Regions from separate parts of the Mus musculus genome. Here regions 1, 2, 4, 5 and 6 are each linked to region 3. A link is a contact called in public Hi-C and promoter capture Hi-C data. All regions are on one chromosome and are shown on one strand. The core of a region is the stretch at or near the end of the contact, and the rest is flanking DNA. Distances in the headings are between cores, read along the strand shown.

Region 1 (3,461 bases), core at 400-2,899, 410 kb before region 3:
AAGCATATTAGGACTAGTATCAATTAAATAAAAAGAAATGTTTAATGATATGTTTTAACTATGTGTTTGTAAATGGAAGCAACAGTAAATATCCTGAATTAACTTTGACATTACCTTTGAGTGTGTTGTCTTACAGATGTGCTGGTGAAGATTTCTTGGAGACCCAGGGTTTCCATCTGTCATCTTGGGGCTCCATGTCTCATCATGGGGTTTGTGAGAGAATCACCTGTCTTTAGCTTGTATAATGATTATCCTCTTAGCAATTAATTATGTACAATTGCTACCTCTTCAGAAAAGGATTCATTGTGTTTTTTCATATTTAAATTTCTACTTAGTTTAAATTATCCTGACAAGAAACAGAAACCATCTTCTTTTTTTCTATTTCTTTAATTTGTATTTTGTTTTGTCATGTAAATTCAGCAAATAAACCTGCGACTGACATGTACAGTCGTAAGAATTTTCTAAAATTATTTAAAGAGTTGTGATTCCACAGTATCTTCTGAGCATTTATATTCATACCCACAGATGCTTTCTTGGTACCAGTGAGCATGGGTGAAGGGAATTAAAGAAGCTTGCAGCAGTGTTTAGAGACCTTGCACTGTCTTTCTTGTCTACTCCAGAAGTCTGTGTCTTTGACTCTCTGTCACGTCATGTCCAACCCACAATGGCAGGTAAGGTCAGCAGGGAGTTGTCCAGGGGACAGGAAACAATGGTAGTGTCTTTGGATATGTCTTTTGAAATGGACTTTAGTAGTTTGTTTGTTTTCTACTTTCAATTATCTCTTCCTGTTTTAATTATGGCTTTACTGCTGTGAACAGTTACCATGACAAAGACAACTCTTAAAAGGACGACGTTTAATTGGGGCTCGATTACAATTCAGAAGTTCAAGGTGCATGGCAGAGCCTAGGCTGGCATGGGGCCAGAGGAGCTGGGAGTTCTACATCTTGTTACAAAGACTGCCAGGAGAAGACTGGCGTCTAGGCAGCTAGGACAAGGATCTTAAAGCACTGTCATTCATGGAACAGAAAAGCTTCATGTCATCCTCATATAATACAGAGCTTCACCATGGGAAGGCAGCAAGAAATTAACAGCGGCCGTGAAATATATTTATTGTCAACTGAGACTCAAAAAGAATAGATTTGAGGTTGTAAACAGGCTTTAAAATTTACTCTTCACGAAGCTAAAATATTGTAAACACAATATGGCTACATAATTTAAAATCATATCACACAGATATGTGCCCCCAAGGGCCCTGATTCAGTTCGTGGCTCTTCTGGGACTCTCAGCTATGCCTGGATGTTCAAGAGTCAGAACCTCCCCCCACCCTCCACCCCAGAACTGGGACACGTCACAGACCAGGAACTCCCTAACCAGCTCTAGCCTCGGCCTCATCAAAGACTGCATTTCCCATCCCTGAGCAGACTCTTGGCTTCCCCTGAAGCCCAGCACCAGCCAGGCTGCAGAAAAGAAAAAATAGTCTAGATATTTATTCCCCGGTACGGAGCCCAAACAGGCTGTGCCCAACGGAAGTGAATAAATGGACTGACAGATTCACTGTCCAATCAGAGTCTCCATACGCGCCTGCCAGTCAGAAAAGGAGGAGGGTTCTTCCGGAAATCACATTGCAGGTTCTGCGAGAGTTTACGTGATTTTGTGTGTTGTTTTTTCACCTCAACTGCCGAGTACTGAGGGAAGCTCAGGAAGCTCTGAAGATACAGCATGGCCAGCACATCCTCACTCTCCACAAAGGTGAGGAGCGGGAGCCGCTGTGGTGGGTCCTGCTCGGGGCTGGGCGGGAACCAGCAGCTTGATGCAGCCGCGTGTGAGGTCCCTGTTAGTGTAAGCCATTCCTGGACCCAGCGGTGGCATCTGAATAACTTCCCTCTCTGGGCTGAATCTGCACAAAGCATTTGGAACAGGGTCTTGTGTATAGAAACATCCTTGATAGGATGCCAGTGGCAGGCAGGCTTGGTTCCTCTAGTAGAGTCTACAAGCTCTTCTCCTCTATCATTTTTTGTTGTGATTCATTTGGAGTTAATTTTGTCTAGTTGTAAAAGGCATCCATCTGTTGGGTGACTGAGAGCACGTTCTTTCAATATGCCTCTGTTTTTAAAGAAACAAGAAATAGATGCAATGTTAATTTTTGTACAGCTGCCCCATTAGTCTTTTAGAAAAATGTTTCTGAGACAAGCTATGTTGTCACGTGCATCCCAGTCTCATGCTCCCCAGGGCAATGACCCTGCTTTCCTTTTTATTAGACTTTCTAAGTTCGAATGTTAAATGTATGTACAAGAGCGTTTTTAAAATTACTCATTTAAGTCCTGTGATTAACTGTCCTTTGCAGTGAAAGGAAAAGTGCATTCCTGTGGAACATGTATTCTGCCTTCAGACTAGAACAGGAGGAATGGTTTACTGTGTACACAGTAGGGTGAAACAGTGTAGACCAGAGCTAGCTCACAGACTAAAGTTTAAGGAGTCATCTGCAGGAGTCACCATTGGGAAGGAGGACCTGATGGGGCAAAGTGAGTGATTGTTTTAAATTCCTCAGCATTTATTAATTCATGCATGTTTATAGAAATTGTATAGATTGGTGGGTATACAAGTTGGGGATGTTCTGTGGGATCAAACTTTGTTGATGTAATTATGTCAGCTGAGAAGCTGTGTGTGTGTCAGGTTATAGATCAGCAGCTAATATTACACATAAGGACAAGATCATACATCATCTTATTGATGGCATTTCCTTAGCAGGAAATTGCTTGTTTTTCTTGAAAGTCACTATTGTTAGCATTTGTCCCTTGTTTTATTACCACCAGCCACAATGCATGTTTCATGTAAATTAAGTCCAGGGTTCAAAAGTAGATTTGAGTTTCAGAGGTTTTTCATGTGTTCATGGTGCTTGGTAGGAAGCAGACACTAAATTGCTCTTCCAAGTTGTTTTCTTTGTGGGTTTCAGAGGTCATGGATTTCCCAAAGAGGCATGAGAGACTGCAGAGCCATAGCCACCATTCTGATCTTCTCCACCCAGAGAGATCTGTAGAGCATGGGGCCTCACTGTTTGAATGATGAGTAGTAGATTGACGGTGAGAAATATAACAGTTAAAGCCACTTTGAGTTATTTTTGTGGGAGTTTGTGGGGTTTTTTAGTTTAGTTTAGTTTTGTTTTTTAAGTTTCAATACACATGTGCTCATAGGTAACATTGTTCAAGTTCACATTTAAGGGACTATACCCTTATAAAGGATCCCTACAACCAATGCCCTATTGGTCATAAAACAGCACAGAACGACAGCTTAAGCAATGTCCTGTTGACTCTTTCTCCTTTCTGATTTTAATCTCTTACAACATTGCCATTTGTCAGATTGGTGTGAGAGCTTCAGCCATCTTGTGTACAGTACAGGTTGAAATTGAAAATGTGGGAGGGAAAGCACAGAATCTAGCATCAGCATTCAAGTTCAAAGTGTTT
Region 2 (3,385 bases), core at 646-3,145, 470 kb before region 3:
AACCACAGCCGGGCCAATCCTGAGTTGCTACACCTGCACCAGACTCTTTCCTTGTACCCCTCCCATACCCATTTCTTGAGAATAGACATTGTTTAGTTCTGGAAACCCCCTACTCCTCCCTTCTCCTTTCCCCCCTGAGGGCCTATAAAAACTGGCCTTTCCCCTCGTGGTCGAATCCTCTACCCCTGCGTGGGATATGAGTCGTCCCCAGAGCTCTGGCTTTCCCCGAATAAAGCCTCATGTGGTTTACATCAAGCCTGGTCTCTCATGAGTTCTTGGGTGTCCGCTATTGTCCCGACGCCTGAGCGAGGGGCTCCTCACGGAGTCTTTCAAACCCACAACCATCATGGTGAGGTGTATGACATCAAGCAGGTAAACATGGCGGTGAGGCAGTAGCCCAGAGCTTACATCTAGATAATAAACATGATGCAGAGAGCTAACTGGTAGTGGTGTGTGCTTTTGACACCTCAGAGATCACCCCAGTGACATATCTTATCCAATAAGGTAACAACTCCTAATCCTTCCCAAATAGTTCTACCAGTTGGGGACCATATATAAGAAACCATGCATGCTCAATATTGCTCAAAAAGCTAAAAGTAAATCTACCATGACTCAGATCCACTCCTCTGCATATGCCCAAAGGACATCCTCCTACAGATGCTTGCTTAGCAGTGTCCATTGCTGCTCTGTTCACCATAGCTAGCGAGGGGGAACCACCTAAATGCCCTTCGAGTGATGGACGGGCAATGCAAATGTGGCACAGATACACCACAGGATAAAGGAAAATGACATCATGATGTTTGCAGGTAAGTGCAGCTCTTGCCAAGATGCAGGCATTAAATAGTTGCTGGGGAAAGAAAAATGAACAATCTCCCACCCACATTCATTATTTTCATATTGGGCAAAGACATCTAAATAGAAATAATTGCTTGGAAAGTGACCAAGCCACTTATACAGTATCTACTGTTATATGCAAGGCAATGTAGTGGATCCTGATCATGGTAAAAATTTTTTTTAATGTGCATCTCTATCTGTCTACAGCTTACTATTGAATCAAAAAAACCTTATTAAGTCATGTGTTTGAGATACATATATGCATATTTGCACATCTCATTTGATTTTATGTATTTCTGTTGCTTTGTAACATAATGGTCAGATATATACTCCTGAACAATTTATTGATTTTATACATACACGACATAATAACCAGATAACAACAGAAATGACAATTTTCGGAGATGGGGTCAAAATATGAGTTCAATTCTTAATGTATTTAAAACCTGATGCCTTTTTAAATTAAAAAGAATTTTAATCTAAAAATAAAGAAGTTTAACTTTCACCCCTCATCAAAGCTTCTTTTCATACTGGATAGAGAGCATGACAGACACCCACAAGTAGCAATGTCCCAGTTCTCCCAGTACAATGTGCAATAACTATAAAATATTTCCAAGTTTCTGTATAATGCATACATACATCCTTCTGATAAAAAGTTTTATAAATAGCTTTAAGGGCTTGGTTGGGAACAAATTTTGGCAGCTGTCTACAGTGAACAAGTATTTTAGTCCTTCCCTAACTCATGCCTTGACTTCTCTTGAGATGCAACATACTTTGGGAGATAAACAGACTTTTTCCATAGTACACTACCAGATTTTCCACCAGTTGAACCACATCATTTTCGGAAAGCTCTCAGAATTGTTTGTATTTAGCATTCACATTCAAATGAAACCGCCAGTGCACACAGTCACCTCAGCAAGGCATTTTCTAACAAAGGCGCAGTGATGACCAACGACCTCAGTCCCCACCCCGCCCCCCGCCCCCCGCCCCCCGCCCCCCGCCAGCAACCGAAGTGCGGCCGCGCGTGCGCAGAGGACTCGCTGCACCGCCGCCGTCCCTCCGCAGTGACGTCAGCCGAACGCCGAGGAGATCCCGACCGGTTTCCCACCGCTCTGTGGAGTCGGCGGTGTGTCGTTGGTGTCCCTATCGAGCTGGGTCAGGAGGGCGCGGAGCGGTGAAGCCCTTCCCGAGCCGCGGCGTAGAGGCGGTTCGCGGCGGCTGGAGCGGGGAGGCGCGAGCCGGCGCGGTCGCGGCGGGCGGCGCGGGCGGAGCGCGAGCGAGCGGTGAGTCGGCATGGCGGCCCCCAGGCGAGCGGGCGGGCTGCGGCCTCTGTCCAGCTCGGCGGCGGCTTGGCGGACCGGGCTGTGCTAACACACGCAGGGGAAAGCCACAGACCCCCGAGTCTTTCCGGGGCGTTCTTGAAGCGAACAGACCTTAAATGAGATCTGGTGTCACCGGGCGCTTCCTCAGCCCCGGCATTTGGTGGCTCCCGTGAGCGTCTCTGGGCACATAGAACGCCTACCTGGCCCGCAGGCAGTAGGTGGTTTCTGGACCGCGAGCTCCGAAGAGTTAAACTGTGTGCCAGGTGCAGTAAACTCAGGAACTGGAGCGAAAGGAGTGAAGAGTTGACAGCACTACCGGGAATTACTTCAGTATTCCTCACCCGGTTCTAATAAGTAGTTTTTTGCAATATTCTGAAGCTGTGGAAATGCTGGATACGGGGAAGGTGGTTGCGATTAAATTAAGAGAAAGGACGGGGTGCCAGGATTTTAGGAGTGTGTTTTGCCGTCCCTAGGTTTGCCTGCTACATTTGCCCTCAGAAATTTACCTCCCGTAGGAGATTTTCAGGATCATATTTACAACCAAAATCAGAATATTATCAGCTTAAATTGACACTGGGCATTATTGTTAACTTGAACTGGGAAGCCCCAGTTCAAGAAACTCAGCCAAGGTGCATGGACAAGAACGTTGATTGTTTATAGAGTACTGAAAACACTGCAGTATACTTTATACAAATTTGAAGGCATGTATTCATGATATGCCCAAATATTTGGCAGAAGTTATTCTTTTGAATGCTTTGCAGAAGACGTCTTAATCTTAAACACTCATATAAATACTCTCGCTTCATTTCAAGCCAAAATGGGGATGCTAGCTTCTTTATACTTAACAGTTATTTTGATACCAGCAAGCTTTGTAGTTCCAAAAGATGGTGTAAGTAGCATGGGTCGCCTAAGGCCATTGGAAACCGTGTTCACATTACAGTTCATAACAGTAGGTTATGAAGTTGCAACAAAAATAATGTTATGGTTGGGTCACTACAGCATGAGGAACTAACTGTATCAAAGTGTTGCAGCATTAGGAAGGTTGAGAACTGCTGACATAGAGGTAAAAGAAAACACAAAAGAAAAGAAAGCACATCACAAAATAGAGACCAGGATAGTCAGCCAAATGAAACATTCTGGTATTATGAAAATAAACCATGTAGGCCAAGTTTAATTCCCACCACTGCTGTAATGGAGAGGCATACATGTGTGTGTGTATCAAATGCCTA
Region 3 (3,676 bases), core at 733-3,232:
GTTCTTCTTTGGTCTCTCAGTCATATCCTGCAGGTCATGCAAGATGAGGTCATCATAATTTTTTAATTAATTATTTTGTTCATTTATACCCAAATGTTACCTCCTCCTGGTCTCCCCTCCCAGAGTTGTTCACCTCATGCCCCTACCCCTCTGCATGGCTGTCCTCTGAGAGGCTCTACCAGCAGAGCTGACTGAGACAGATGCAGATACTTACAGCCAACCCTTGGACTAAGGTCAGGGACCTCTATGAAAGAGTTAAGGGATGGATTGAAAAAGCTGAAGGGACAGAAGAATGGATACAGAAAATGTGGTATATTTACACAATGGAGTAATTAAGTAATTCTAATTAAGCAGCTCATTCTAAGCCTTCCTACTTCAAACAGTTTTTAACTACAACTAAATTTAAATAAAAAATAGTCAACAAACTGTCTGTGATGACAGGAAAATTGTGCTGAACTGATCATAGCTTTCATGTACTGAATGTCACATGGTGCCCCAAAGTATATGCAATGCGACTACAAGGTAAGTATTTACCAAATACTTCCAGAACATGAGACTTGCCTAACTGCATAGGACATCTCAGTTTGTCTTTAGGTAAGACCTGTCTGTACCACACAGGGTAAGGAAAATGACAGCCACAGTTTACCCTGGCATGAGTGCTGCTGCTGGCATCATGGGATGGTTCGTAGCATAGTCTTCCTTTGAGTCTCTTCTACATCCCAAATTAACACATGCAAGAACGTTCCCTCAAAGGCAAACTGGCAAAAGCCTCTCTGAAAAGCAATGCGCTTCCCTTATTGTTCTTGAGCTGTGGGGCTGAGCAACCCCTTCTTGTTATGGTCACAGGAAAGCAACTTAAGGGGCCAGAGATATGGCTCGGCAATTAAGAGCACATACTCTTCCTATTCTGAGCGCCTGCATAATGCAGGGAGGGACTTACAACACCTACAACGCCAGATCCAGAGGCTTCAGGGCCCTCACAGGCCTCTGTGGGCTCCAGACATGCAAGCAGAGCACCTGCATACATGTAACAAACAAACAAAACAAAACAAAAACAAATCAATCATCTAAAAATGCAACTTTCACCTTGGAGGGTCCCTCAGTGCACTGGGCCCCTTCTGATCTCTCCATGTCCATGGCTTCTGGAAGCCCTCCATTCTAGTTTGCATTTTATTTCTGCTTATGATATTTCTTCTCTTCTCAAATGCTACACGGATGCTCAACCACGGTACATGCAAAAATACGTTCTGCATGTGTTTGTGTCTTAGTGCACATTGATGCAAGAGAACACACTAAGTTGGCGAGGCACATGTTAACACCCTAAGGAGTGACCACACTTCTAGTATTAGGGAAGAAAATAAAACAGATTATAGATACACAATCCACTAAAAGGTTTGCAGTCTAATAATTCTGGTCTTTAACTTTTCTGTCTGTTGAAACCTTTTCTGAACTATCTGAGGAAGAGTCGCAAGAAGTTGGTAAATATCTGTATATCGAATTAGAGATTGCCTGACAAATTTCATATCATGGGATAAAGAAAAAATTATAAACTGCCCAGCTCCCTTAAAGTAACGGTGTTAACAAATATCTCATGCACTTCTGGTATCTCTGCTACCAGTAAAACTTTTACCTGCCCAACACCAACTGTGTTTGCCTTCATACATTTGGCAATCAAAAGTTGTACACTGCTAACCCACCCAAACAGAGACCCTCTATGAACCAAGTTGCTTTGCATTTCACAGTTGCAAATGAAGCTGCAGTGGGTTTCCCAGCCCTCTCTTGCACTCTTCTGCATCCTGCTCACCCACACTCACCACTGTGAGATAATGCAGGGGCTCAGGTTGCTACTTGCACAGGAAGATTTGCAGCTCGGGTCTTTGGAAGGTGCAAGAGGCTCTGGCTTCTGCTCTGCAGAGCTCTTGGAGCCTCTGTGGTCGTGGTCAGGAGCAGGGAACCCGAAGAGAGCAGAGGAAGTAGCAGGCAGTGGGGCGGAAGGGAGGGTGGGGCGCGACATGGGGAAGATGCAATCAGGGGAGCCCTGGGGCTGGGGCCCCCTTTGGGACAGGTGCGGGGCCAAGCCATGGGGAAAGGGGCAGGGGCGAGTCCTGGTGCAGGGGCGGGAAGGGGGGAGTCTCTGTGGGGCGTGGTTGGAGTGGCGTCTTGGGGTGAGGGCTCACCTAGGGGTTCAGCCAGATCCGGAAACCTGGGCAAACTTTTTGCCCTAATTCAGGCTCACATTGGACTCTGAGAAGCCAGCATCCAGGAAAAGACAAAGCGAAAGTAACAGTTTCTGTGGTGTGTTTTGAATTTTTTTTGTTTTTTGTTTTTGAATTTTGTTTTGTTTTGTTTAACAAATGGGATAAAATAAACAGGAGATGAATATATGCTTATCACAGAACAGGACAAACAATGGGTCAGGACGACAAAGGATATGTTTTGTTAAGTGCCCATGCTTTTAATATAATTTGATTTATAGCTTCTTTTTATAACTGAAGAGACCAATTAAGAAATAATTCAGTGTTTACGATTGTAATCCCTATAATCGAGAGGCTGGGACAGGAGGTTGGGAGTTTGTGTGCCAGGCCTAAACATCGAACTCTATCTGAAAAAGAGCAAGAAGAGGGCACAGTGATTAAGTATGGACTGTTTACTTGGGTCAGACTGCTCTGTGTGTGTGTGTGCGTGTGCGTGTGCGTGTATAGCATTGGACGAACCTTAAGCCAATGTTGAAGTCATCCAAGTAAAATTTCAGTACTCAAGACGTTTTTAACATTCAAGCATGGATTAAGAAGGGACATTAAGTCGGCGCCCGACTCCCAGCCCCACCCTACCCCGCCCGGTTCTACAGTTTTAGCTTCTAGATGTGGCCACCTGTCCTGAAATGAAGGAGATGGTTGTACCTCAAACCTGACTAAAATCTCTCTTGTAAGTCTGTGTATGACTTCCACACCCGGTGCCTGCGGAGGCCAGAGAGATCTCTAGATCCCCGGGAACTAGAGTTACGAATGGCTGTGACCGCCCATGTCCCAGATCCTCAGGAAAGAACAGCAAGTGCTCTATACCATGGAGCCATCTCTCCAGCCATGGCTGAGAGCTTTGAGACTCAATTACAAGCCTACATTTTCTGGTTTGGTAGGAAGACAGTATCATTAAGTGAATCCTCTCGCTTTCTGGGAATAACTACTAAATGGAAGTTTGCCGGTTGTGACGGTGAGGTACTAAGGATCTGTGTGGTGTACGTGTGTGATGTAGGTGTGTACACATGCTGGAACATGTCTTTTCTGGTCTTGTCTATTTGGTGTTCTGTGTGCTTCTTGTGCCTTCTCTTAGTCTTAGGGAAGCTTTTGCCTATGATCCTGTTAGTCTGTTCTATTCCTCTGACTTGGGCTTCTTCTCCCTTACCTGGGCCTGTAATCGAAAGGCTCATTTTGTCTATGTTGTCCCACATTTCCTGGGTGTTCCTTTCCCGTGTTATTTTCTTCTCCATATTCCTTGATTATTTGCTCTAGATCTCTGCTTTAACTTTGAGTTCTGATTTTCTTTTTTCTTTCCTTTTTGTTTTTGTTTTTGCTTTTCGAGACAGGGTTTCTCTGTATAGCCCTGGCTGTCCTGGAACTCACTTTGTAGACCAGACTGGCCTCGAACTCAGAAATCCGCCTGCCTCTGCATCCTGAGT
Region 4 (3,559 bases), core at 867-3,366, 260 kb after region 3:
GAACTAACCAGTACCCCTGAGCTCTTGACTCTAGCTGCATATGTATCAAAAGATGGCCTAGTCGGCCATCACTGGAAAGAGAGGCCCATTGGACACGCAGACTTTGTGTGCCCCGGTACAGGGGAACGCCAGGGCCAAAGGGGGGGAGTGGGTGGGTAGGGGAGTGGGGGTGGGTGGGTAAGGGGGAGTTTTGGTATAGCATTGGAAATGTAAATGAGCTAAATACCTAATAAAAAATGGAAAAAAAAAAAAAAGAAATTCGTGCACCAGAGCATTCTATACAGCGTGTAAAAAGGCAACCCAAGAATGGGTGACGAAGACCTGTAGTAAATCACATGTGTGATAAAGGGTTACTATCTGAAACAAAGTGGCTCTACAATTCATCACAGACACCTCAGTTCTAAACTGAGAAAAGCACTGGGTTGAAATTTCTGCAGAGAAGGCTTACAAATGTCCATGAGCACACAAGATAGTACTCAATATTACAAATCACCTTGTATGAGAAAACTATAAAATTTTTAAATAAACTTACTTGAAAAAGATGTAATGTCCAAATTGGGATGTACCAGAGTGAAAGGTGAAATGTCTCTGTTCCCAGGACAGAATGGCAATCAGGTTTTATTAGGGAAACATGGATGCAAAATGAAGAAACTTTTCGTTACACTATTTCTGTTTTGCCATGCTGAGGGACATGGTGTAAGAGTCTAGAGTCACATGATCATGTGTGATTTGGCTTCTTAGAGCTCACTGAGGATGAGGCTTGCTTTGGGTTAACATACATATTTATTTGAAATTGTTTGCTTAGTCTTGCTGATGTTTGCAGTTTAAGCATAAATGAAGTTATTTTAAGAGCTACTTGGTTTTGTTGCTCAATAATTCTTCAGACCCAGTGTTCATTATAACGTGGCTTTGAAAAACAGTTGGGAAGTGCCAATCAAACCACAAGGCATCACTTCATACACACAAGGACAGCTACCACACAAGGCAAAAACAAATACATGTAACCTGGAATTTAAACATCTCATATGTCTATACTCCGCAGCTAAGAACACAAAATATTACCTCACAGGAAACAGTCCTGGCTTCTGAGAAAATATATAGTTATGTTTGACCTAAAAGCTCTCCTTTGATTACAACACAAACAAACTAGAAAACAAGGACTTGGATGAACCTTTGAGCTGTATTGATCATGGTAGCTGTATTTACAATACCCACAATGTGGACACAGCCCAGTCTCCCACCAACAGATCACCAACAGATGCATACATTAACACAGTCTGATAGCATGCAAATTAGAATATTATTCAGCAAGAAAAAGGAATACAATTCTACTGCACACTTCTTTATAGAACTTCATAGACTTGAGGCTATCCATGAATCCCTGCAGACCAGACAACACATAACCTACCTCCCCTGCCCTGCCCTCAGTCCCAGATGAGCATGAGGACATTATGCCAAGGAAGGAGAATGTGCAGAATCCTAAGAAGTTAGATACAGGTGATGTCACTTAACTCCAGAAACCAGGCTCTCTGCAACTTAGTTCCATGTATGAGATAATACTAGCAGCCCAAACAAAATGCACATAGCACTACGTGATCTCTACATCTCACATACAACATAAACATCAAGAGAGAACTGGACTATCTTCTTACACTTAATACGAAGTCAGTGAGGTAGGAACTAAGTTATTTCCAGATAGAGGTTTGCCAAGCTCTTGTGCTGAATCTTCCTCACACGGTTCCTCCACAGAAAGACTTTCCTCTGCCTACAGCTGCCTGTGAACCAGGGAAGGAGCTGTTGCTGTGGTCCCAGCTGAGGCAGGACCAGGGCACTTCCCACAGCTTCACCAACAGAGCAGGGCAGCCAGCAGTGTCAGGCTACAACTTTGTATCTGTCCTTTATCAGAGGAAAGAAACTGACCTCCTAGACCTAAAGCCAGCCTCAGCCCCCTGTAGACCAGAGAGCACAGAACCTACCTCCCTTCCCCTTCCCCCAGGTGCCACTTTGAATTGGAAATCAACCTGAGATCCAGACTAAGTTGCTCCTAAAATATACCTGGTCCCCACAGTACAGGTCCAAGTGCAGTTTTCAGCTGCTTCTCTCTCCTAGGAATCACCTCTGCTCTCCTCCCTCCTGCTCTCTTTGCTCCTCTTTTATGTGAGCACACACACACACACACACACACACACACACACACACACACACACACACACACACAGTGGAAAGAAATCACATGCTGCAGCAGAAACAAAACTGAAAATAAAGTAGAATAAGGCCAATGGTAACTTAGCCAAGGCTGGGGGGTTGAGAGGGAGGTCAGAGGTTCCTGGCTGTCAGAAAAGTCAGTGTGATACTCTGTTGCAGCCAAAAGACAGCAGGCCTCCACTGTGGACAGTGTTTACTTTCTCTTTCCTTTGAACCCATCTCCAGTTTCCTCCAGCCTTCTTGGCACAGATAAAGCACAGTAAACCCAGGTCCCCATCAGTGGAAATGACACAATCTGGGAGGATTGCAAGTGTGCTTCTCTCAGGGGAAATCCCTGGTGCTTCCTGATCAAAGAGCTTTAATGTTTGAACCATGTGTTTTCTAAAACAGGAACCATCACTGTTGCCATTTCTTCTGGGCTGCCCCACAGTTACCTGGCAACAGCCAGGTGGGTCTGACTTACAATAAAAGGGACTGCTTGTCCATCCCCCCCCTCCACTCTTTCTCTCTAATAGTCCTCTCTTACTTTCTTACCCTCTTTCTTCTCATTCCCTCCTTCTCCTTCCTCCCCCACTCTCTGTCCCTCTTTCTCTGTATCTACAACCCCCTCAACTCCCCTCTCCAGATCTTAAATACACTCTATTCTATACTATACAACTGTGTGGCTGGTACCTCAGGAGGAGGAAGGGATGCTTCAGCACTGGCCCTCTGAGGCACCCCCTTCCACTTCACCATACCACGCCTCTACCACACATGTCCCTGACTTCTTTTTTTTTATTCAAAAAACACAGCAGTCAATCTAAAAACTGTTTTTTCAAAGAAGTAATTTAAGAATAGTAAGTAGGAATTGTGTTCAAGATAGAAGCTAAGAAAACTCACTTCAGAGATGGGACCTTAAAAATGAAAGCTTTATTTTCTGAGCCCTTAGGGAGGCAGCCAGTTTGGGATCTGAACTTTGTTCCAGATGGGAGATTGAACACCATTTGTAAAGCATGAAACACAAAGTGCAAGGGGAGCTGCAAGTTAGCCATTGTGTTTTCACCTGAAGGATTAAACAAGGGAGGTCCCTTGGAGACTGTATTGGCATCAGAACATCCCAAAACTATGACATCACATAGATGACAGCAAGACCTGCAACCTGCAGACTATTTGCCAAGACAACAGGCACCATATTCCCAGCATCCACTTGGCTAACTCCCACCTTTACCTGTGTTAAATCATTTTCCATATAAATGAGGGAGAACGGCCCTTCCTCACTCTCTCTCCCCCTTTTCTCCTTCTGACACGACCTTGTCTCCCCCTTCCAATACAACCACTTCCACGTTGAACTGCCTTGGCCTAGTGTGCTGTTGAG
Region 5 (3,459 bases), core at 33-2,532, 310 kb after region 3:
TTTTTAAGAACTACTTGTTTTTGTTGCACAACAATTCTATAGACCCATTGTTTCTTATAACATGTCTTTGACAAATATTGAGGAAGTGCCAATCAAACCATACACACAAGGACAGCTACCACACAAAGCAAAAACAAATCCATGTAACCCAGAATTTAGACAACTCAGGTGTCTGTACTCTGTGGCTAAGAATACAGAATATTACCTCATGGGAAACAGTCCTCGCTTTTGAGAAAATCAATACTTATGTCTGATCTAACAGCTCTTCTTTGATTACAACACAAACAAAATAGCAAAGAAGGACTTGGATGGACCTTTGAGCTGTAGTGATCATGGCAGCTGTGTTCACAATACCCACATTGTGGAGACAGCCCAGACTCCCACCAACAGATCACCAACAGATGCATACATTAACACAGTCTGACAATGTGCACAATAGAATATTATTCAGCCAAAGAAGGGAATAAAATTAACTACTGTACACAACTTTGTAGACCTTAATAGACTTAGGCTAGACACAGACTCCTACAGGTCAGACAACACATAACCTGCCTCCCCTGCCCTGCCCTCAGTCCCAGATGAGCATGAGGACATTATGCCAAGGAAGGAGAATGTGCAGAATCTCCAGAAGTTAGATACAGGTGACGTCACTTAACTCCAGAAACCAGGCTCTCTGCAGCTTAGTTCCATGTATGAAATAAGACTAGCAGCCCAAACAAAATGCACATAGCACTACGTAATCTCTACATCTCACATACAACATAAACATCAATATAGAACTGGATTATCTTCTTACACTTAATTCAAAGTCAGTGAGGTAGGAACTAAGTTATTTCCAGATAGATGTTTGCCAAGCTCTTGTGCTGAGTTTTCCTCACACGGTTCCTCCACAGAGACTTTCCTCTGCCTACAGTTGCCTGTGAACCAGGGCAGGAGCTGTTGTGGTCCCAGCTGAGGCAGGACCAGGGCTCTTCCCATAGTTTGTCTAACAGAGCAGGGCAGCCAGCAGTGTCAGGCTGCCACTTTGTATCTGTCCTTTATCAGAGGAAAGAAACTGACCTCCTAGACCTAAAGCCAGCCACAGCCCCCTGCAGACCAGAGAGCTCATAATCTGCCTCCCTTCCCCCTCCCTCAGTTGCCCCTTTGACTTGGAAATCAAGCTGAGGTCCAGACTAAGTTGCTCCTTAAAGAAAGGAAAAGTAAATATACCTGGTCCCACAGCACAGGTCCAAGTGCAGTTCTCAGCTGCTGCTGCCTCCTCAGGCTCCCTTCTGCTCTCCTCCCTCCTGCTCTCTTTGCTCCTCTTTTATGTAAGCTGACCACACACACACACACAGAGAGAGAGAGAGAGAGAGAGAGAGAGAGAGAGAGAGAGAGAGAGAGAGAGAAGGAGTTAAAAGAAATCACATGCTGCAGCAGAAACAAAACTGAAAGTAAAATAAAATAGGCCATGTTAACTTGGCCAAGACTGGAAAGGGAGGTCAGAGGTTCCTGTCTATCCCGAAAAGCCAGTGTGATACTCTGTTGCAGCCAAGGGACAGCAGGCCTCCACTGTGGAATCTGTTTACCTTCTCTTTCCTTGGAACCCATTTCCAGTTTCCTCCAGCCTTCTTGGCACAGATAAAGCACAGTAAAACCCAGGCAGCCATCAGTGGAAATTACAAAATCCGGGAGTATTGCAAGTGTGCTTCTCTCAGGGGAAATTCCCAGTGCTTTCTGATCAAACATGTTTAATGTTTTAAACATGTGTTTTCTAAAGCAGGAACCATCCCTGTTGCCATTTCTTCTGGGCTGCCCCACAATTACCTGGCAACAGCCAGGTGGGCATGACTCACTATAAAAGGGGCTGCTTGTACCCTCACATACCCCCCTCTCTTGCTCAATTGTCCTCTCTTCCTTTTTTACCCTCTTTCTTCTCTGTCCCTCCTCCTCCTTCCTCCCCTCTCTATCCCTCTTTCTTTGTCTCTACTAACCCCTCAACTCCCCTCTCCATGTCTTAAATAAACTGTATTCTATACTATACAATTGTGTGGCTGGTACCTCAGGAAGAAGGTAATGCTTCAACACTGGCCCTCAGAGGTACCCCTTTTCACCTCAACATACCAGGTATGACGTTTGTATATTCTTGGACCAGAGGGTGGCACCATTTGGAGATGTGGCCTTGTTGGAATAGGTGTGACCTGGTTGGAATAGGTGTGTCACTGTGGTTGTGGGCTTAAGATCCTCACTCTAGTTGCCTGGAAGTCAGTCTTCCACTAGCAGCCTTTGGATGAAGACATAGAACTCTCATCTCTGCCTGTGCCACGCCTGCCTGGATGCTGCCATGCTCCCACCTTGATGATAATGGACTGAACCTCTGAACCTGTAACCCAGCCCCAATTAAATGTTGTTTTTTTATAAGACTTGCCTTGGTCATGGTGTCTGTTCACAGCAGTAAAACCCTAACTAAGACACCAGACAGCCACCAAACATATACCTGACTTCTTTTTCTTTTCATAAAACACAACAGTCAATTTTAAAACCTGATTTTAAAAGAAGCAATTAAAGAATAGTAAGTAGGAGTTGTGTTCAATATAGAAGCTAAGAAAACTTCAGAGATGGAAGCTGAAAAATGAAAGCTTTAATTTCTGAGCCCTTAGGGAGGCAGACTGGGGTCTGAACTTTGTCCCTGATGGGAGATTGAACACCATTTGTAAAGGATGAAACACAAAGCAGGGGGGAGCTGTAGAGTGATCCATTGTGATTTCACAGGAAGGATTAAACAAGGGAGTACCCCTTAGAGGCGGTGTTGGCATCAGGACATCCCAAACCTGTGACATCACATAGGCGACAGCATGACCTGCTACCTTCTGACTGGTTGCCAAGACAACAGGCACCATATTCCCAACATCCACTTGACTCACCTGTGTTACATCATTTTCCATATAAATGAGGAGAACGCCCCTTCCTCACTCTCTCTCACCCTTCTCTTTCTGCCACTACCTTGTCTCTCCCTTACAATAAAACCTCTTCCACATGGAACTGCCTTGGCCTAGTGTGCTGTAGAGACTAGACCCGGCATTCTAACTCATCAGACTGGGCCATATCCAGGCACCTAGCTTCAAGGTCCTTAATTTATTCTCCTAGACATTAGGTGCAGAGCTCAGAGTGATGAAGGGACAAAGGAGCAGGTCAGTGGCATGGAGATAAACTCTTACCTTGTTTCAACTTCAGTGAACTCTGGCTATTCATCTGATGTGTCAGCACGGCCACCCATCTGCAGGCCCAGGTAGAACGCTCACAGAGTCCACACCAGGACTGGGAAGAAGTTCATGTCAGCAGGTTCTTGAATTCCAAGAAGGCCAGAGGAGTCCCTGGTCTGGAGCAAAGCAGGGATGTGTCCAACTTCTGTCAGTTGAGTGGCACTGCTGAGACAGGATTGCAAGGAACAGCAGGAGGGAGGCTGCCTCTATTATATTG
Region 6 (3,394 bases), core at 540-3,039, 370 kb after region 3:
TTTACCTCAAGTTGCTTTGTTTTTTGTTTGGTTTTGTTTGTATGGTGTCGGGGAGTGTTTTCTTTTCTTATAGTTTACTTATTTTTTTTTCTTTTTTTATTCTATTTTGTTTCCAAGGATTCTGTGAGAACACAAGGAGACTAGCAAAGCACTTTTTCCCACAACAGGCAATTTCACCCCCTGTATACAGCCAATTCCAAGCAGAGTTAGCATCCCTGTGATGGGCTTGCCCTCCCCCTCCTGGGATGTTGCTCTCAGAGATCCACTAACACACTTGTTTCCCAAGGACTCTCTCATCTACTGAGTCCAAGTTGGTTCTAACTTGAACATGCAGTCTCTAAGTACATGCCCACCAAAAGCAAAGGCAAATCGAAGGCTCCTCCATTTTCCTGTGGTGCCTGAGTGAGCTCAAAGGCTGACATAGAAGCTGCTGGGTCCAGATCTGAAGCCTGCTGCAGCAGACAAGATGCTGTGCTCAGGAGTGTGGCCCTAGGCTTAGGAACAATGGCGTCAGCTGACACAGAACTGAGTTCATTACTTTGTGGGAACCTCACTTCCAAATAGGAGACCCCAAAACTCAAAGACAAGTGTGGGGATCTCACTGAAGATCTGGAATGCCATTTATTCTAAAGACTCTGACTGTCACAAGTGAGGGAACCCACAGGCTCTCAACCCCTTATGCTTGGCTGCACCCTCTCCTTTACCTTATTTTCCCACTCTTGTTGACCATGAAAACATTCTCTAATGGGACTAAGGCATCACTCTTTCATTGTTCAGGTCTCTTCTGGTGTTCATATTCTTTTTTTTTTCATTTTTTTTCATATTCTTTTTCATGCCCCTGCCCTGCTCTGAAGGTATGTTGAGAGATTTTATAAATCTTTTGTTACAAACATTTTCATCAAGAATTTACATTGGATCTTAAAATAATAAACTTCTCCTTTTGCCTTTTTACTATATTTTCTCAGTAGCTATTCTCTGAGAGATGACAGGAAGACTGTGCACGAACACAGACAGCTGAAAATCACACAGCCACACTGACTTTGGAAGCCCTGTGGGAGGCTTTAACTGTGGAGGGCAGGGAAACAGCAGACACTGAAGAGTCACAATGACAGTTCTGAGACTTCAGTGAAGTTTTCAACCAAAACCATCACCCATGCCAGGAAGCCTTTCTAGATGTGACACATAGGTATGACAGTGTAAAATGCAGTGTCTACAAGCACTCTGCAGAAGTATCTGGGGTGTGGACACATGGCTTAGTTTGTAGATCCCTGGCCATTCAAGCCTGAGGACCTGAGATTAGATCCCCATGTGAGGCCATGTGAGGCTGCAGTGTGCATATGCAACCTCAGTGCTAGTGTGGCAAGGCACGTGACAGCGGCAGAAGAATACTGAGAAACAAAAGAGGTGCTCTGCCTCACACAGCATGGAGAGCAAGGACCTCCATCACAGTGAGACACACATGAACATGCACGCATTCATACAAACGTGTGTGCACACAGCATGCACACACACATAGAGACAGAGTCAGCAAGAAAGAAACTGAGAGACAGAACAGAGAAAGAGAAAGACACAGAGACTTTTTAAAAAGAAGAAAAATCTCACCAGAGTAAGTAGTTTAATAACCTTTGTACTTTAATTTTGTAGTTGGATATCTTGTTGGAGCCTTTAAAAAAATCACTTTCCTATTTTGCTGACACAAAATGCAACTGAGTTCCTAGAAATGCCTCATTTACACAACAGCTCAGTTGCTTTCAGTTTGCATCAGAATCATGTTCCAGGAAATGCCTTTCAGGGGCTGAGCTTTGTCAGGGTTGTCTCTCTGGCTGCCCGGCAACTCTGCTAAGCTGGAAGAGCATTCAGTTTAGAGGGTGAATCCTCAAAAGTCAAACCCCCAGACTCACAATTTCTTTTTTTTTCTTTTAATATTTTTATTAGGTATTTTCCTCATTTACATTTCCAATGCTATCCCAAAAGTCCCCCAAACCCTCCCCCACACTCCCCTACCCACCCACTCCCATTTTTTGGCCCTGGCATTCCCCTGTACTGGGGCATATAAAGTTTGCAAGTCCAATGGGCTTCTCTTTCCAGTGATGGCCAACTAGGCCATCTTTTGATACATATGCAGCTAGAGTCAAGAGCTCCGAGGTACTGATTAGTTCATAATGTTGTTCCACCTATAGGGTTGCAGATCCCTTTAGCTCCTTGGGTACTTTCTCTAGTTCTTCCATTGGGGACCCTGTGATCCATCCAATAGCTGACTGTGAGCTTCTGTGTTTGCTAGCAGACTCACAATTTCATAGCAAGTATATGCTTGGCACTCTTAAAGTCTTTCTATACTTCAACCGAATGTATACAGGCCTGCTGCACACATGAGCATGAACATGCACACACATGTGCACACATATGCACATATATTACAGTGCACAGACATGCACAAGTACACACAAACACACATGCACATATACAATACATGCACACACAGTACAGTGCACAGACATGCACACACACACACACACAAACACATGCACACACACACATACATGCACACACAATACAGTGCACAGACATACACACTCACACAGGCACATACATGTACACACATGCACATACATGATCTTGGGTGGTATAATAGGTCATCATTCAGGTCCCTGAGTTTGGTTCTCAAGGCTGAAAAGAGGGTAAGGTGCTTTGTTTTCTCAGGTTTTTCAGGAGCTGTAGTGTGTCAACACCATCAGACACCTCCTCATGCTCACCTCATAGCTTCCGTGCTCCCTGCTCCTCACCCTCACTCCTCTCCTGTGCTCCCTGCTCCTCACCCTCACTCCTCCCCCATGCTCCCAGCTCTTTACCTTCACTCCTCTCTTGAGCACCCTTCAATAGTCATGCTCAGTCTTCTCCCTCACGACCTTCAGACACTGAAACCTTAGGGGCTGAATTCTCTCTGAGAGCCGCTGAAGTTGACCAGCTCTCCCTTGGTGATCACAGATGTCTCTTCATTCTTCTGTACAAATCACCTCCTTATCTACTACTGATTCCTACAAGGAAAATGTACAGAGATGTGACCAAATGGGAAAAAACAGAAAGGAATTTTCAAAGAACCTAGTAAAAATGTCAGTTTGACTACCTCTCATGAGAAGTAGTTTCTGGTGTATTAAGACTTGGAATAAGTCAAGAATCAAAAATGTGACTTATTCACAACTGAAAAGACAACAATGACTTCCTTCTCACAGGCTGTGTGAGCATCAGCAGCCTCTGGAACATGTCTGAGGGGAGCCTCAGTCACTGGGCCTTCTACCCACTGTAGTGGTCAGCTGCCTTCTGCACAGCTACTGAGTTCTCATGCAGGACTAGAGTTGTCCCCAGACAAGGCACTAAGTATAGTTTGCAGCCCATA

The links. Promoter capture Hi-C pulls out the DNA fragments that hold promoters and counts their contacts. Hi-C and Micro-C count contacts between places; a contact is called where the count stands out from the background. Capture Hi-C pulls out chosen DNA fragments and counts their contacts.
Region 1: a Hi-C map of B cells shows a contact between it and region 3, with 4 times the contacts expected there. The contact joins the promoter of Zfp33b here to the promoter of Abcg3 in region 3. A contact is called at or near these places in 7 of 39 promoter capture datasets (the C10 cell line, cranial neural crest, embryonic stem cells and 3 more), 1 of 15 datasets of contacts at CTCF or cohesin (large pre-B cells), 2 of 484 Hi-C or Micro-C datasets (B cells and CD4 T cells), 1 of 115 datasets of contacts at active chromatin or transcription factors (large pre-B cells) and 2 of 9 other capture datasets (adipose tissue and macrophages).
Region 2: a promoter capture Hi-C map of pre-B cells shows a contact between it and region 3, with 7 times the contacts expected there. The contact joins the promoter of Thoc2l here to the promoter of Abcg3 in region 3. A contact is called at or near these places in 15 of 39 promoter capture datasets (the 3T3-L1 cell line, 3T3-L1-derived adipocytes, the C10 cell line and 10 more), 1 of 484 Hi-C or Micro-C datasets (pre-B cells), 6 of 115 datasets of contacts at active chromatin or transcription factors (the SCID.adh cell line, bone marrow-derived macrophages, embryonic stem cells and 2 more) and 1 of 9 other capture datasets (adipose tissue).
Region 4: a contact with region 3 is called in a promoter capture Hi-C map of liver. The contact joins the promoter of Gbp10 here to the promoter of Abcg3 in region 3. A contact is called at or near these places in 2 of 115 datasets of contacts at active chromatin or transcription factors (the 230-238 cell line and memory CD8 T cells) and 2 of 9 other capture datasets (adipose tissue and liver).
Region 5: a promoter capture Hi-C map of liver shows a contact between it and region 3, with 26 times the contacts expected there. The contact joins the promoter of Gbp6 here to the promoter of Abcg3 in region 3. A contact is called at or near these places in 24 of 39 promoter capture datasets (the 3T3-L1 cell line, 3T3-L1-derived adipocytes, the C10 cell line and 14 more), 1 of 15 datasets of contacts at CTCF or cohesin (pro-B cells), 7 of 115 datasets of contacts at active chromatin or transcription factors (CD8 T cells, effector CD8 T cells, embryonic stem cells and 4 more) and 3 of 9 other capture datasets (adipose tissue, liver and macrophages).
Region 6: a contact with region 3 is called in a promoter capture Hi-C map of liver. The contact joins the enhancer-like site here to the promoter of Abcg3 in region 3. A contact is called at or near these places in 7 of 39 promoter capture datasets (the C10 cell line, embryonic stem cells, liver and 2 more), 3 of 115 datasets of contacts at active chromatin or transcription factors (bone marrow-derived macrophages, large pre-B cells and memory CD8 T cells) and 3 of 9 other capture datasets (liver, macrophages and pancreatic islet).

Annotation. Positions count from the first base shown.
Region 1 is chr5:104,570,023-104,573,483 of GRCm38.p6, forward strand. Zfp33b (zinc finger protein 33B) reads left to right here and starts at 1,650. Exons shown (of 3, transcript NM_001346671.1): 1 at 1,650-1,749. The coding sequence starts at 1,720.
Region 2 is chr5:104,506,455-104,509,839 of GRCm38.p6, forward strand. It overlaps Thoc2l (THO complex subunit 2-like), which reads left to right and starts at 1,896. Exons shown (of 8, transcript NM_001166581.2): 1 at 1,896-2,117.
Region 3 is chr5:104,980,735-104,984,410 of GRCm38.p6, forward strand. It overlaps Abcg3 (ATP binding cassette subfamily G member 3), which reads right to left and starts at 1,983. Exons shown (of 16, transcript NM_030239.2): 1 at 1,815-1,983.
Region 4 is chr5:105,237,417-105,240,975 of GRCm38.p6, forward strand. Gbp10 (guanylate-binding protein 10) reads right to left here and starts at 2,117. Exons shown (of 11, transcript NM_001039646.2): 1 at 2,056-2,117.
Region 5 is chr5:105,292,417-105,295,875 of GRCm38.p6, forward strand. Gbp6 (guanylate binding protein 6) reads right to left here and starts at 1,283. Exons shown (of 11, transcript NM_194336.2): 1 at 1,210-1,283.
Region 6 is chr5:105,352,487-105,355,880 of GRCm38.p6, forward strand. No RefSeq gene overlaps it. Among named protein-coding and RNA genes, the nearest start is that of Gm26519, 47 kb to the right of the region's middle. Within about 2 kb of position 1,790, at least 31 of the 459 cell types and tissues checked have an H3K27ac peak or open chromatin away from gene starts, as enhancers often do. A contact at or near this core is called in liver and memory CD8 T cells, where this site is marked.